Linked DNA regions of Mus musculus: regions 1, 3, 4 and 5 are each linked to region 2. The links are chromatin contacts, called in public Hi-C and HiChIP or PLAC-seq maps. All regions are on one chromosome and are shown on one strand. The core of a region is the stretch at or near the end of the contact, and the rest is flanking DNA. Distances in the headings are between cores, read along the strand shown. Region 1 has its middle 24 kb from the start of Gm39565. Region 2 holds the start of 4930452A19Rik (RIKEN cDNA 4930452A19 gene). Region 3 overlaps Pacrg (PARK2 co-regulated). Region 4 has its middle 36 kb from the start of 1700010I14Rik. Region 5 has its middle 21 kb from the start of Gm39565.

Region 1 (2,832 bases), core at 108-2,607, 620 kb after region 2:
CTCCTGGAACCTAGTGTGGTTGGAATGAGCTGCATGCTCTCTCCTGCTCAGTACAGTTTTGGGGTCCATCTAGGATGAGCCCCACAGTCATCCCCACAGGCTTCTGGGACAGTCTTGTCCACTGGGTGGGTGAGGCTGTTTTGAGATGTGTCTGCAGTGGGGATGGGGGACGGGCAGCACAGTCTGTCTTTCTAGTGAACTGGCCTTGGTTGGTGGGAGGAGACAGAGCTCTGAGTGGCTGCGGTTAAGAGTGGGGAGAGCTTTGTACTGAGACCATCTTAGCTCAGACAGTTTGCATGTGATCAGTACAGAACCAGAAAGGGCTGCACAGCAGTCCACGACCTGGCTCTACATAGCCCAGCACCTATGCTCCTGGGCCTGCCCTGGTGGCGACTGAGAATCAAAGAAATCCCATACTGTTTTCCTCAGAGTGGCATTTGTCCTTCTCAGGCCTACTTGTTCTGCCCAGTCCCACCGACATGTCCCTTCTTTGACAGCCACTCATCTTGATGGGATGGATGGTCTATCTTCTGTGGAGATGTAAGATAAGGAACTTTACAGGGCATCTTTGGTATATGCCAAAGAGAAGGAAAGAAAGAGAAGAGAGTACGTGGAGTAAAAATGGCCAGAGAAATCAGCGGCTGAGGAGGGGCCTTGGCCCTGGTTGCCAACGTCTCCCCCCTCCTCCAGGGTGCATAAGAAACTGAGGCCTCTGTCTTCCACTCTCCCATGCTAGCCTAAATGCAGTGTTGAAGCCCACTCCGTCAGGAACATGATTCCCAAGTGGAACTGTGTTATGAGCACAGGAAGGGGTCTTCTTTGGAACCCCCTTGTGCCAGGTCTGTGTCACACGGTCTATGCCTGTGCCTGAAAGTTGCCTTCGTCTGCTTGTCTCACTTCCAGTTACTCAACCCTACTTCTTTAGTATGATGGACAGTCACAGGGCCAGTCCCAAATTTGAAACTGTCTTCCTGAAGCCAGTTTTGTGTGTGTGTGTGTGTGTGTGTGTGTGTGTGTGTGTGTGTGTGTGTGTGAGAGAGAGAGAGAGAGAGAGAGAGAGAGAGAGAGAGAGAGAGAGAGAGAGAGGATATGAAATACAAGGAGAAGGAAGCGATGAGTAAGAGGGCCCAGTGTGATTTCTGCTGAGAGGTCGCCAGGGACAGAGCCTGGGTACTGGGATGCGGAGATCAGGCCAGCAAGGATTAGAGGAAGAAAAGTCTCATGGACGAGAAGGTCCGGGAAGACAAAGGCAAGCCCCTGTGTGACTGCCATGGCAAGCATCTTTCCAGCTGAGAGGGGCTGTGGGAAAGCCCTGGCGGCCCGGCCCCTGTCAGTTCTGGTAAAAGCAGCTCTTGGCAGTGGTGCCCCAGGGACTCCAGGAGGGCTGTGGGCTGGCACACACTGCTCCTCACCCTGGCCACACTTGGGGACTGTGAGTTCCCAGGCCCCGGCAAACAACCTTGGGCAGAGTCCCACTTCCTCTCTGAGAAAAGCTTTGGCGAAGGAAGTAGGGAGGGACAGTGCATCTCTAAGGGATGGACTCCCTCAAGAGTGCCCCAGATTAAGGCCATTCTGGCTGTTTGCTACCTTCTAAGGGCCCTCAGAGGGAAGCAGGAAAGAAATGACCATTATTCTCCAGGCTCTTGCTAACATGGGTTTGATGACAGAATTCTATCGTTTGGAGGGGACTTGCAGAAGCGATAACCCCAATACTTCATTTTACAAGAGAGAAACAGAGCTTAAGGCACTTGACCCAGGTCTCCTGGCTGCATGGTGTCTAAATTCTAGTTCAGGATGAGTCCCCCAAGCCCACAGGAGAAAAGGACCCAGGGAAAGGATCCAGGGAAACCCAGAACCAAGAGAGCTCTCTTGGGGGCTTATTAGTTAAGAGCACATGTTCTTGAAAAGAATTGAGGTTCAAACACCTATATGGTGACTCAGAATGATCTATAATTCCAGTCCCAGTGGGTTCAGTGCCTTCTTCTGACCTCTGCAGGCATCAGGCACATACATGTACACAGGCATACATGCAAATGAAGTATGCATATTTATGAAATAAAATAACTATAAAAATAAAATTAAAAAAAAAAAATAAAGAGTGTTCTCTTGGTCTGAACCTCACGAAGCAAGGGCTGCCAAGGTCAGTTTTGGGGTGGTAGGGAGAGGCAAAGTCATTGTGACACCCGACACCAAGAAATGATAAATGAGTGAGACAAGGGGTATGCTAATGACCTTATCCTGATCCATTCTGAGTTGTCACATGACTGCTGTGTATCATTTGTGTGTGTGTGTGTGTGTATGTGTGTGTTTGTGTGTGTGTGTATGTGTGTGTATGCATGTGTGTTTGTGTGTCTGTGTGTGTGTGTATGCATGTGTGTGTGTATGTGGGTGTTTGTGTGTGTGTATGTGTGTGTGTGTATGTGTGTGTGTGTGTGTGTGTGTGTGTGTGAGAGAGAGCGAGAGAGAGAGAGTAAAGATACAAAGACACACAGAGAAGGAATGCAGGATGCTTTGAACAGTGCGGGAGGGCATGACATCCTTTGTCACCTTCTGGCCAAGCATACGGTAAACTAACTACAACTCATGGCCTAGCCATTTCTTGCAGCAGAGACTGTCCTGTGCAGACTCACAGCCTGTCAGGGAATTAAGGGATTTTGAGGGTCTGTTGACTAACTTCTTGTCCAGAGTGGAACTCCTGAGACCCTGTGACTTTTCTAGAAGCTTCCGAAGACAGAGAAGCCTCTGCCACCTGGGTTGCCATTCAGCCTGGGGGCTGAGCATAAGTGTTGCCCTGAATCTTGAATGTTTATCAAATCCCGTAGCTCCTTGTGG
Region 2 (2,792 bases), core at 80-2,579:
GTGGGAGAGACATATTGGTACACACCCTACTCTCATCTCCATTGCTCCTGTTTCTTTCTTTCCTCTCTGGCATGCCCCTGGTGGGCACCAGATCCCCTTATTCATACTATCCACAACATGAGAAAGTAGCATCTCAGAGGCCACAGCCCCCAATGGTGTTCAAGTCTCAATCCCTTCCCTGAGGCCAGTGTTCCAAACAGCAGGAAAGAAGGGCTTCTGGGGAGATGGCCTTGTCCATGCCATCCTGTCTTCCTGAGCCTTCCCAGCAGACCCTAGCCCTGAACCTAGCAACTTCTAGGGTTGGCAAGAGTGCAGGTAGAATCTGGTTACTTCTCTTCTTACATACTGCTCTGTAGGTCGGGCCGTCCTGCGTCTTCCGGGAAGTTGAATGTGTGATTCATGGGTGAAAACTCTAAGAGGAAGCAGCTGCACAGGGGTCACATGCTCTGCTCCCCCATACTCCCCAGAAGATTCCTCTCTTCTCCTTGACGGGTCCATCTTTCATGTTCTGTGCAGCAGGATCTAAGCTCCTGGAAGACCTGAGGTCAGACTTTAACAAAGGCAGAAGTGTGAGCACCAGGACGCAGCCATATTCAAAGGGGCTGGGAATAGACATCCCTGGGGAGTCCCTTGAAAATTAACTGAAACAGGGTTTGTGACAATAAACACCTGCCATGTTGTGCATTCTTTAAAATGTCACCACTTTATCCAGCTACTAGAAAACATCTTTCCGGGCTTCCCTGGGGACATACTTGACCCAACCTACTGGCTCTTTCAGGGGATATTCTAAGAACTTACATGGCAGGGATTTAACACCTACTTAGCCCAAAGCCAGCCTTCTTTTCAAAGCTGAATTGGCAAATCTGGAACAGGAAAGCACTAAACAATAAACAGGCATTTTCCTACAGACACAGAGACGGAAGCTAACAGAGCAGGCGCAGGCATTCTAATGCTGGGCATGCCATCTGTCTTTGCCTCTGCGCTTTTTGCGAATGTGGAGACAACTGAGCACTCTTCCAAAAGTGGACCCTGTCCTAAAGTAATATTTCTAGTTCAGGGGTCCTTAGTCACTGTGAACTTTTTCTCTTCACCCTGTCAGTGTAGAGTCCCACAAGCAGCAAGTGGGCCCATCAAGCTAATAATAGAAAAACCATTTTCTGACTTCCTTCCTCTTAGTTGCTCCATGATCCACCCTCCCCACTAGTACCCCAATCCACCTCAGTCCTCAGGACTTGCCTCTGGCTCTCAACAGCAGCAATGACTGCGTCTCAGTGAAAAGAGGAGATGGATAAAATATTACCCTAACCTCAGCGGCATGAGTAAAGCCCTTATTAGAATTCGGAGCCTACAGCTGGAACTTCCAGCATAGGACAGGAGATAAAGTTCCGTATTGTTAGCTCACAAGTGGCTTGGACTTCCTGGCAAGGGCAGGGAATTCCTCAGTCATTTATGCAAGTTTTCAGAAACGCTCCACTGTTCCCCAACAAAAAAAGCATTCAGGGTGAGAGTGGGGGCTCCCCCACCAGACCTGGAGAGTGGCTTTGGGGACTTGAATGGACGCTTCGTCCGGTGTCAATGGTCTCTGTGGGAAAGGCAGTGATGTCACCGCAAATGCATCTAGGGTTTTGCTAGGCCACCCTTACTTGCTACCCACTTCCTCCGTTGTTGTCTGACTTTCTCTCCTTTTCTTTTCCTCTCTCTCTCTCTCTCTCTCTCTCTCTCTCTCTCTCTCTCTCTCTCTCTCCCTCCCTCCCTCCCTCCCTACCTCTCTCCCTCCCTCCCTCCATCTCTTTCTCCCTCCCTCCCTTCTTCCCTCCCTCCTGCCCTCCCCGCTTCCTCTTCCTTTTAGCTTCTTTGAGGCCAGTACTTCCCTGCAAGTGCAGCTCAAATCCAAAGGCCCCCATCAGTGTTGTTGCCATGGCAATGCCAGCCTCCTACACGGTCTTCTTTTCTCTTTTCTTTCTTTTTGGCATAAAAAGTAAAAGAGGCTTGAAAGCAAGGGCAAGAATGAGAAGGGAACAGAGCCAGTTTGGCCCTGCTCGGTGTCCATGCTGGATGAGAAAAGACTGAAGCAAATGAGGGATAAAAAAAAAAAAAAAAAAAAAAAAAAAAAAAAATGACGGGACCCGCAAGTGAGACACAGCAGAAGCCTTTGAGGAGCAAAGTGTACTCTTTCACTTTCAAAGCTTCAAAACAGTCCAGACCTCTGCTTGAGGCAGCACAAGAGATGGATGAGCCAACGGACAACAGAAGAGTAAAGAAGTTGCCACAGGAACTAGGGTCCTACTTGCAAAACTGCATCCAATCCCAACATTTAGAGGCAGCTCCATCAGAACTCCGCCCTATCCTCAGAAGGGAAGGAGAGAGGAGAGCTTTAAAGGGGCTTTCATCTCTGCGAAGAGAGAATACTACCATGTGTGCTCGGATGTCCAGAATGCCAGCTCTACTGTAACCTGGCTGCAGAAACCAGTTCCAAAGGTGTCTGCTGTGTCTCCTCATCCATTGCCACTAACGCTACAAAGACGGTGACATCAGAAATCCCAGGATTTTCTCCCTCAGGGGACACAGTCTTACTTTAAACCTTCCAAAAGATCAGAAACATGTCATTTCTAGTACGCCTCCCCTACATTCCTCAAGAGTTGGGTAAAGCAACTTGAATCACTATTGATTCCTTCCAAGCCAGAGCTGTTAGGTGAAAAGTCAGACTGTCCACTCTGCATTCCCTGAACCACATGTTCCAGTCTGCTTTGCAGGCACCTTCTTGATGTCATCTGCCACCTGATCTACCTCCT
Region 3 (2,750 bases), core at 169-2,668, 970 kb after region 2:
GAAGAAGCAAGGAAGCAGATCTGCAGGAGGGTCCCGTCATGGCCGGTGCTCTCTCTCTAGTGAGGACGCTGGAAACTGGAATTTCTTGCCTTCTCCAAGGCAGCTTTGGAGCCTAGGAAGGTCACTCTTGCCCTGCCTTCGATGGAGCCTCACATGACAGGAAGGAAGGAAAGCAATACAGGAACTCTGAGGAGAACGCTCTCACACGACTTTGTTAAGTTTCCTAGTGCACTGTCTGAACTACACAGATGAGCGTGCTACCTAGTTTATTTCTGAAGGATGCCTGTGTCACAAAGTTCTCGCTAGGCATTTCTTTGTTGCTATTGCGGCCTCAGTCCTGTTCCTCGTGATGGATTAGGAGAAGATAACATTTCTTCAGCCTGTAACATCCTTGGGTATTATAATCCAGGGCCACAGTCTACTGAATATTCTTAGACACATCAGCACAATTATTAAATCGATCTGGATGTTTAAATTAACAGTTGATGTTTTCCAGTAATTTTTCATAAATCATTTGGTTTGCCAGATAATAACAAGAATATGTACACATTTATTTTTAAAGAACCGTCTGTCGAGTTGCATAAAAGGCAAGTTCGATATGATGGCCAGAAAAGACAGGAATGGGGCAGGCGGCATAGTTCCATTCCTCCAACAAAGTGTGGACAATGAGCATATTTTATATTTAGATTTGGTTTATTGAGGGGACCTTAAACTTTTTTTTAAAGTGCACATGAATCGTCTGGAGAAATCAGAGTCTAAAGTGATTAATTAGAACTTATTTTGTCCTGAACAGATTTACTAAGCATTTTTCAAATAGCCACAATGTTTGTAATTACCAGAATCACACCTCCATTGGCCAGCCTTACTTACTTCATGCATGAACAACAATCTGATTGAGCACTCTTGTTAGGGTTTCATTCTGCGCTGTAATTAGCCATAATCATAGCCTTCCTGGGTGCATGAGAATGTGCAAGCAACTATTCACAGACTCAGCCCATTTGAATATGAATCTTCTCAGTGAGGAGCAATAAAGCAGGAGAAACAAAACAGTTTCTCTAGGGAATCCAGTGAAGCCTCTCTCCTCTGATTCTGCCCCCTTCAAAATGTTCTCCCTCCAGGCTCTGGATTCTATTTGCTAAAACAAGGGTGGCTTAATGAAGACAATGGCCTATTATTCCTTAAGTGACACAGGAGGGCCCAAGTATTACAGGCTTAGTTCTTTCAGTCTTTGCTAAGGACACAAGGAACAAAAGAACAAGCAATTGTGTGTGGAGAAGAGAATTCGGTTCAGGCTCCACTTGGGGACCACTCAGAATGAGATGGGGCCATGCTATTCTTACGCTCTGAGGAGGCTGGTGCATGCTGGCTTTCTTCTCTTTCTTCCCCTCTTCACCCCCCTGCAAATGACTCAGGCATTACAGAAAAAGGCTCCAAGCAGCAGGGATAGAAAGCAAAGGCTTAGTGGAGGAGGGGTGACATTTCTGATCCCATCCCAAGCACATTCAAAGTGAGCCACCTACTGGCAAGCTCCTCTCTTCCTGTTCTCCTCACGCTCTAATCCCCTCAACTCTTAAGGGAAGACCTAGGGAAACAGGCTGAGATCAGCCACAAGGATTTTCAGCCAAAAATGGAGACATAAAATAGGAATGCCTTCATGGCAGTATGGAGTCTTTGAGAGAAAACGGTTTGGACCAGTAGAAGTATGCCAAAATGTCAGACATGAAGGGTTGCTTAAAATGCTGTGTGCTCCGCACAGAAAATTAAAGATGACTCTAGTTTACTAAAATATATTGATTTCGAGATTCATGAAGTTAAGTCAACTAATCGTTTAAACCAGTTAAACCACATCAGAATGGTCTTGCCCTTGACTAACTTTCAGTTCTTCAATGCATTTGTTTCCTGTTTTGTTGCTTGTTGTTTTTTTGTTTCAGAGACATTATACACCGCTAATAAAATATCTGTTTGAATTCTTTGTGGGCATTTTTACCACGGGAAGGCTCAAGGGCTGTAATGTGACCCTAATCATTTTCTGACCACCTTACAAGTTTAGGATCTGCATCATCCTGACAAAGTGAGCCCTCTAAGACTACCTGAAGGAATCAACTACTGGAATTTCAACTGTGGTCTCCTGTTCGTAGGTACGCGAATGTGTGTGTGTGAGAGTGCATGCGTGCATGCATGCATGTATAATCACATTTGAAGGTCTGAGTAAAACTGTGACCATTCCTGGTACAGTATGGTATACATTTTGGGGTCACTAGAAGTGACAACCAAAGGCATGTCATTGAAGAGATCTGACATGCTGAATCATGTCTCCTACCAGGTGTACATTATGAACCTGGTAAGTCCAACAGAGCCAGGGTCACACTCTCCTAAGAAGGGACTCAGTATGCTGATGTGCTGAGGTCACCTTGTTAACCTGGAAGTTGTAGACATTTTCACAAATCTCTCACCATAAGATGCATTTTCACGAACATGAGGACTTCTTCGGAATATCCCCTGATGGTCTCTCTAGTGGGGTTCTTACCCTATTTGTAGGCTATTTTCTTGTTTAAAGCTACTATATTGTTTTCATAGAATAATATGTGATTTCAAACAGACTTATCATACTTAAATCACTCTGAAAAGCACAAGAATGCCCATGACATTAGTTTAAACTGAAGGCTGACAGAGGCCACCATTCCTAATATTTTTTCTTAAAATTTTTTTTTTATTTCATGTACATTGGTGTTTTGCCTGTCTATATGTTT
Region 4 (2,700 bases), core at 59-2,558, 750 kb before region 2:
CTACTTGAACACGGAAAACCCACCATAGGCCACACCTACCCAGAATGACTCTCCCTCCCCTACCCCAGCAGCTACCAATTGCCAATAGCATCTCCATAAGGGTGGAGCCAGGAGAAGAAAGGCTTCCTTCTACCTGACTGCTTTCCCACAACTCCATGTCCCTCGGATAGTGACTGGATACTAAGATTTTTCTATTTCCCTAATGAGATGCTACACAATAATAACGTTGTCGAGCCACATAACCACACCAAGGAGCAAACCTCAAAATCTTGGTGAGAGGGAAAGATGCCAGAAAGCAAAGGGAAGCTGCTGCTGGAGCCAACCTGTAGGGAGTGTGTGCAGGGATGCACACGTACTTATGTATATACATAGTGTGTGCATGAGAGAGAATGAATGAATGAGTGAATGAATGAATGAAAAATATTTTATCCTTGTTGGTATTTAGGGTTGGTATCTAGTGGTGAGTGTTAATGACAAAAAATTCTCTTATCTAGGGCATATTTAATTTCTTGTTAAAACCTTTGAAACTAGGTGGTCAATAGACTCAGAAAAATCAAATTAACAAAATGAGCCAGGAAGATTGTTACTGAATTACAAATAATTCTCTGTGGGACTCCAGGAAGGTGGTTGATGAGGGGCCAGATTGAAAGGCTCTGCCACAGCCTTCTTATTTCTGGAACATTCTATTTGAAGTCTGGACGCTGTTATCGGAAACGATAAAGATGCTCTTAGGTGTGTCCATTCAGAATTCTCCCTATTAGCCACAAGGTGTCAGGGCAGCCCACTTTAAAGCATTTTTCAGTGTTCCACTGAGGATCCCCAGAGGTCTGCTTAGGGTGGGAGTCAGACAAGGACCTTTTGAGGTTTCCCACAGAGAACTTCCCCGCGCTGGTGCACGCTGAATGAGGGACTCCTGCCAGGCCTTGTCCTCTGAGAGCAGGCATGCAGGGACCTTCTGTAGGATTTGCATTTTTATTCACCTCCCAGTGCCAGGCGGACGCCCCAGGAAGCATTAGCACAGAGACAGGAAGGCCAAGCTGTCACTTCTCAGGCAATTTTGCCTGTGTATAAAATGAGCGTTTTGAGATCCTGGTATCATAATTTTATCCAGGATGCATGAGCATCTGTACACGAAGGTTTGCAGTGGCTGGGTCGAGAGGCTGCATCCTAATTAATGTCTGTCTTGGACCACTCCAGACCCCGCCCCACTGTTCCAACCGTCTTTCACACCTGCCACTACTGCTGGAGGAGTGGGGTGGACAGCGGAAGGACCTGCAAGAGGACAACACAGGGCCTTATTCTTCCTACTGGCAGGGACCCAGAGAAGCTGGTCCGCTCCACAGACTGTCTTCCTGCCAGCCAGTCCTGTCCCCAAGCAGAAGCTGTGGCCTGGCGGGAGATCATTTTTCTTTAGCACCTGTGTAAGAAGGAGAGGATGTTTGAGGAGAAACAGCAATACTCCACCAAGAGTAAACAAAGGCGAGGGCTGAGCCATAGCTTTTTAACCAACTCCTCAGCCAGCAAGCTTCTGGTAGTGGGACCTGGCTCTAAGAGATCACTGGAAAAAAAAAATCTAGCTCAACTAAGCAGTTGTTCTTTGTGTTGTTGTGAGTCTTTTCATCTCTCTCCCCCCAATATCCTCTCTCTGAGAAATTATGCACATAAAAGATACACACAGCACAATCAATGATTCATGGCTGTGAGCTCTCCTGTGGTTTCCTGGAGATCTCTAGATGTCAAAACAGTACCAGGTTTTTACATGTTTTAGAAAACCAGTTTTAATTTTGCATTTTATTTATATGCGCATACATGGGTGTCTACAGAGGCCAGGAGAGGACAATAGATCCCCTGGAGCTGGGGCTACAGGCTGTTGTAAGCTGCCCTGCAGGTCCTGGGTGCTGGGTACCAATCTTGGTTATATGGGAGAGCAGGATGTGCTCTCAGCCTCAGAGCATCTCTTCCCTCAAAAGGCTGCAAGCTAATGAAAAACAATAACAATAACAGGACCTCCTAAAATATCAGAAAATAAAAATAACTACAGGCAGAATTTTATCGATCCCAAGTGGTCTCGTGACCTCTCTAAGTTGGTGATTTTCTCACCTATGAGAGACTGTGTGGCCTGAAATATCCTGTGTTGGTTTGTATATTCTTGGTCCAGGGAGTGGCACTATCAGGAGGCATGGCCTCGTTGGAGTAGGTGTGTCACTACAGGCATGGACTTAAAGACCTTCATCCTAGCTGCCTGGAAGCCAGTATTCTGCTAGCAGCCTTCAAATGAAGATGTAGAATTCTCAGCTCCTCCTGCACAATGCCTGCCTGGATGCTGCCATACTCCTAACTTGATGATAATGGACTGAACCTCTGAACCTGTAAGCCAGTCCCAGTTAAATGTTGTCCATGTAAGAGTTGCCTTGGTCATGGTGTCTGTTCACAGCAGTACAACCCTAGCTAAGACTTACCCTATGCATCAAGAGAGGTTCTTCTATGTGGAAGAATAAACCATGCAGTTTCTATTGTCTCTATGTTAAAGAACTGCCAAAGGCTACTTTTGAGGACATTTTCCCCTCCACTGTGTGTGTGCATGTGTGTGCATGAATGCACATTTGCATATATGTGTGCACGTGTGGAGGATGATATTGGGAATCATCTTTTATTGTTCTTCCATTGTATTCTTTGAGGCAGGGTGTCTCAGTCAAACCC
Region 5 (2,700 bases), core at 28-2,527, 570 kb after region 2:
ACTCCACACTGTCTGTCAGAAGAATAGCTCCTCTATACTTTCATTGGGCCACAAAAGTCATGCCAAAAATCATAGCCAAGTGTCTTTAGTGTCTACAGCAGCCAAGAAAGTGTGGACATCTCCAGGCAACTCCAGAAGGTCAGAGAAAGCAATGGCGACAGAGACCAACATAGGTGTGCAGGAATCAATCAAGGAACAAGGAGCATGGTGCTATGCTGGGGTACCTTCCGGAAGCAGAGGGTCGTCAACCTGTGAGCATCTCTACAACCATCACACTCTCATCTGAGAAAGTAGCTTCTTTTCCTAGGGATACCGTGACAAATAGCCACAAGCTCGGTACTTTACAAGAGAACGAATCTCTTGCCATTCTGAAGGGCGATAGCCTAAGATCAAGCCATCTGCAGAGCAGTACCCCTTCATCCGGGAACTGAGATTCTACCCAGCCTCCTCCAGTGTCTGATGACCATGTCACCACAATATCTGCCTCCTTTATTGTGTAGCTTTCTTCTCCTCCCGCTGCCTCCTCTCCTGTGTCTTATACGGCACTGGATGGGTGTCCACTTGAGTAGAAAGGATGATTGCACGCCAATGCCCAGAAGTTAGCTATATCTGCCAAGACACCTGGATAATGCCACATTCACAGATTTCTGGGAAAGTTAATCCTTCTAGAAGCCACCATGTCATGCTTCCCTGATAGAAAGTGACAGAGAGGGGATACTAAGGGATGAGCACAGAAGTCACATGTCCTTCCTGTCACATCCAAATGAGTGTTGTCTGTCTGTCTGTTTGTCTGTCTGTCTCTATCTATCTATCTATCTATCTATCTATCTATCTATCTATCTATCTATCTATCTACCTACCTACCTACCTACCTACCTACCTACCTACCTACCTACATTTTCATAAATATACTGGATCTCACTCTGCAGCCCAAGGTGGCTTGGGATTTATCATGCAGGCCAGACCGGCCTCAAACTTCTGACAATCTTCCTGCCTCTGCCCTCCCCGCTCTGGTATTATATTTATGAGCTGTTATAACCCAGATGTTAATTTTGTTTTAATTAAATTCCCTTTAGCTGCACAAGTGACTGCTCATTTCTAGGGAGAAGTCTGTGGCTGTCCCTTGGGCTATCTGTCCTCTCACTGAGACTTTGAAACAGAGGAATAATCTAGATCCATCAGATCCTGGCCCTCCTGGATCCTATGTCACCCAGGAAATTGGAGGCAGAAGACTCCCTTTCAGTAGGTTTGTGGTAAGCAAGGAAGAGGAAGAAGAAACCGCCTACTACCACAGCATAGATGTGGCTGTTGAGGCCAGTGTGGGATGTGTGGCCAGCTGGTCATAACCAGAGATGACAACTCTCAGTAGCTTTGGGCAGGAGCAGGCAACTTGACCAGTCAACAGGATTGGTAAGGTAAGTCAGTAGATTATTATAAGCAGGTAAAGTGGGGAATCCAAGTGTTTTTTTTTTTCTACTTGTTAAGTGGTTAAAAAAAACAAACAAACAAAACAAACAACAACCAAAACCAAAACCAAAAACCCAAGCATCCTTAAGTGATGATAGGATACAAACCAACCATTTTAAACAGCACAGAGAACTAATGAGAGGCCAAGACACCTTCCTCAGAGACTGTTGGAACAGAATATGCCACCAGACTCTACCATGTTCCACAACTCTACGTGACCCACTGCTCCAGAGACATTAGTCTGTCCTTCTGGGTGTGTTTCAGAAAGAAAGAATTTGGCTATCCCAGCCCAAGCAAAGGTACTGATCACCCAGGATACAGGCATGGTCCCTCAGGGAACTGGAGAAGTCATACAAGCCAGAGTCTAGGAAAATGGTCCTCAGGAAATCTGTGAACAGAGGCAGCCAAAGAATTTGGTGGTTCCAAGGCTGGACAGCAAATAGAAGGGAGTGAGCTGGGCAGGCAGAAGTTTGGAGATGGGATAATCAGGCAGGGCTTCTCAACATGTGTTTTGTTTGTTTGTTTGTTTGTTTGTTTGTTTTTTTTTTTTTTTTTGTCTAAGGACATCCTTGCACTCTTTTTATTTTCTAATGCTCTGTATGTGTTTGCATGTGTGTTGTTCTGGTGCACACATGCCACAGTTCACAGATGGAAGTCAGAGGACACGGTTGAGAGCCAGTCTTTGCTTTCTACCGTCTTTGAGACCACCTGATGTTCAGTGCCACATATACCAGGCTATCTGGTCCATGTAAGTTCCCAGGGATTCTTCTATCGCCACCTCCCATCTCACCATAGACACTCTGAGATTATAGATGTGTGCCTAAACATCTGACTTTATGTGGGTTCTTGGGATTTGAACTCTGGTCCCCATGATTGCATGGGAAGCCCTTTACTCACTAAGCCGTCTTCCCAGCCCTATGTCTTCCTTATACTCTTAAAAGTTATCTAGACCCCTGGAGAGGTGAGCTGAATCTTCCAATATCAACCTTGTTAGAAATTAATCAGATGTGTTCTATACAGGAGCCTGCATCCCACTGTCAGAATAGTAAAATTCCTTGTCTTCTCTAGAAAATAGCTTTTCTGACTCTTGATAGAGGAAAGAGACTAAGGTTATCTCCCCAACATTAGGAGTGATTTTGGTCTTGGAGGCCCATAGGACAGATTTAGTCAGGAGTCCCAGACACACTAGGGACCTGCTGCCACAGTCACGTAGAGCTCCTAGGGCATTAGCTC

Evidence for each region. A called contact is a pair of places that touch in the nucleus more often than the background predicts. HiChIP or PLAC-seq counts read pairs in DNA pulled down with a chosen protein or histone mark.
Region 1: an H3K4me3 HiChIP or PLAC-seq map of bone marrow-derived macrophages shows a contact between it and region 2, with 4 times the contacts expected there. The contact joins the enhancer-like site here to the promoter of 4930452A19Rik in region 2. A contact is called at or near these places in 5 of 484 Hi-C or Micro-C datasets (Th1 cells, cerebellum, forebrain and 2 more) and 4 of 115 datasets of contacts at active chromatin or transcription factors (bone marrow-derived macrophages, cardiomyocytes, kidney and 1 more).
Region 3: a contact with region 2 is called in an H3K4me3 HiChIP or PLAC-seq map of embryonic basal ganglia, with 5 times the contacts expected there. The contact joins the enhancer-like site here to the promoter of 4930452A19Rik in region 2. A contact is called at or near these places in 12 of 484 Hi-C or Micro-C datasets (the AML12 cell line, the C2C12 cell line, the N1E-115 cell line and 8 more), 7 of 115 datasets of contacts at active chromatin or transcription factors (astrocytes, craniofacial prominence, embryonic basal ganglia and 4 more) and 2 of 9 other capture datasets (embryonic stem cells and embryonic trunk).
Region 4: an H3K27ac HiChIP or PLAC-seq map of stem cell-derived neural progenitor cells shows a contact between it and region 2. The contact joins the enhancer-like site here to the promoter of 4930452A19Rik in region 2. A contact is called at or near these places in 1 of 39 promoter capture datasets (hippocampal neurons), 8 of 484 Hi-C or Micro-C datasets (cerebellar granule neurons, cortical neurons, embryonic stem cells and 3 more) and 9 of 115 datasets of contacts at active chromatin or transcription factors (embryonic basal ganglia, embryonic forebrain, embryonic hindbrain and 6 more).
Region 5: a contact with region 2 is called in a Hi-C map of bone marrow-derived macrophages, with 17 read pairs. The contact joins the enhancer-like site here to the promoter of 4930452A19Rik in region 2. A contact is called at or near these places in 1 of 484 Hi-C or Micro-C datasets (bone marrow-derived macrophages) and 4 of 115 datasets of contacts at active chromatin or transcription factors (bone marrow-derived macrophages, embryonic midbrain, microglia and 1 more).

Annotation. Positions count from the first base shown.
Region 1 is chr17:10,393,729-10,396,560 of GRCm38.p6, forward strand. No RefSeq gene overlaps it. Among named protein-coding and RNA genes, the nearest start is that of Gm39565, 24 kb to the left of the region's middle. Within about 2 kb of position 1,358, at least 56 of the 459 cell types and tissues checked have an H3K27ac peak or open chromatin away from gene starts, as enhancers often do. A contact at or near this core is called in bone marrow-derived macrophages, cerebellum, forebrain and 2 more, where this site is marked.
Region 2 is chr17:9,774,537-9,777,328 of GRCm38.p6, forward strand. 4930452A19Rik (RIKEN cDNA 4930452A19 gene) reads right to left here and starts at 1,330. Exons shown (of 4, transcript NR_045433.1): 1 at 1,307-1,330; 2 at 343-550.
Region 3 is chr17:10,743,838-10,746,587 of GRCm38.p6, forward strand. The region is part of intron 2 of Pacrg (PARK2 co-regulated); the gene reads right to left. Among named protein-coding and RNA genes, the nearest start is that of Gm16169, 63 kb to the right of the region's middle. Within about 2 kb of position 1,419, at least 82 of the 459 cell types and tissues checked have an H3K27ac peak or open chromatin away from gene starts, as enhancers often do. A contact at or near this core is called in astrocytes, cerebral cortex, cortical neurons and 4 more, where this site is marked.
Region 4 is chr17:9,022,488-9,025,187 of GRCm38.p6, forward strand. No RefSeq gene overlaps it. Among named protein-coding and RNA genes, the nearest start is that of 1700010I14Rik, 36 kb to the left of the region's middle. Within about 2 kb of position 1,309, at least 27 of the 459 cell types and tissues checked have an H3K27ac peak or open chromatin away from gene starts, as enhancers often do. A contact at or near this core is called in cortical neurons, neural progenitor cells, oligodendrocyte precursor cells and 2 more, where this site is marked.
Region 5 is chr17:10,349,429-10,352,128 of GRCm38.p6, forward strand. No RefSeq gene overlaps it. Among named protein-coding and RNA genes, the nearest start is that of Gm39565, 21 kb to the right of the region's middle. Within about 2 kb of position 1,278, at least 1 of the 459 cell types and tissues checked has an H3K27ac peak or open chromatin away from gene starts, as enhancers often do. A contact at or near this core is called in bone marrow-derived macrophages, where this site is marked.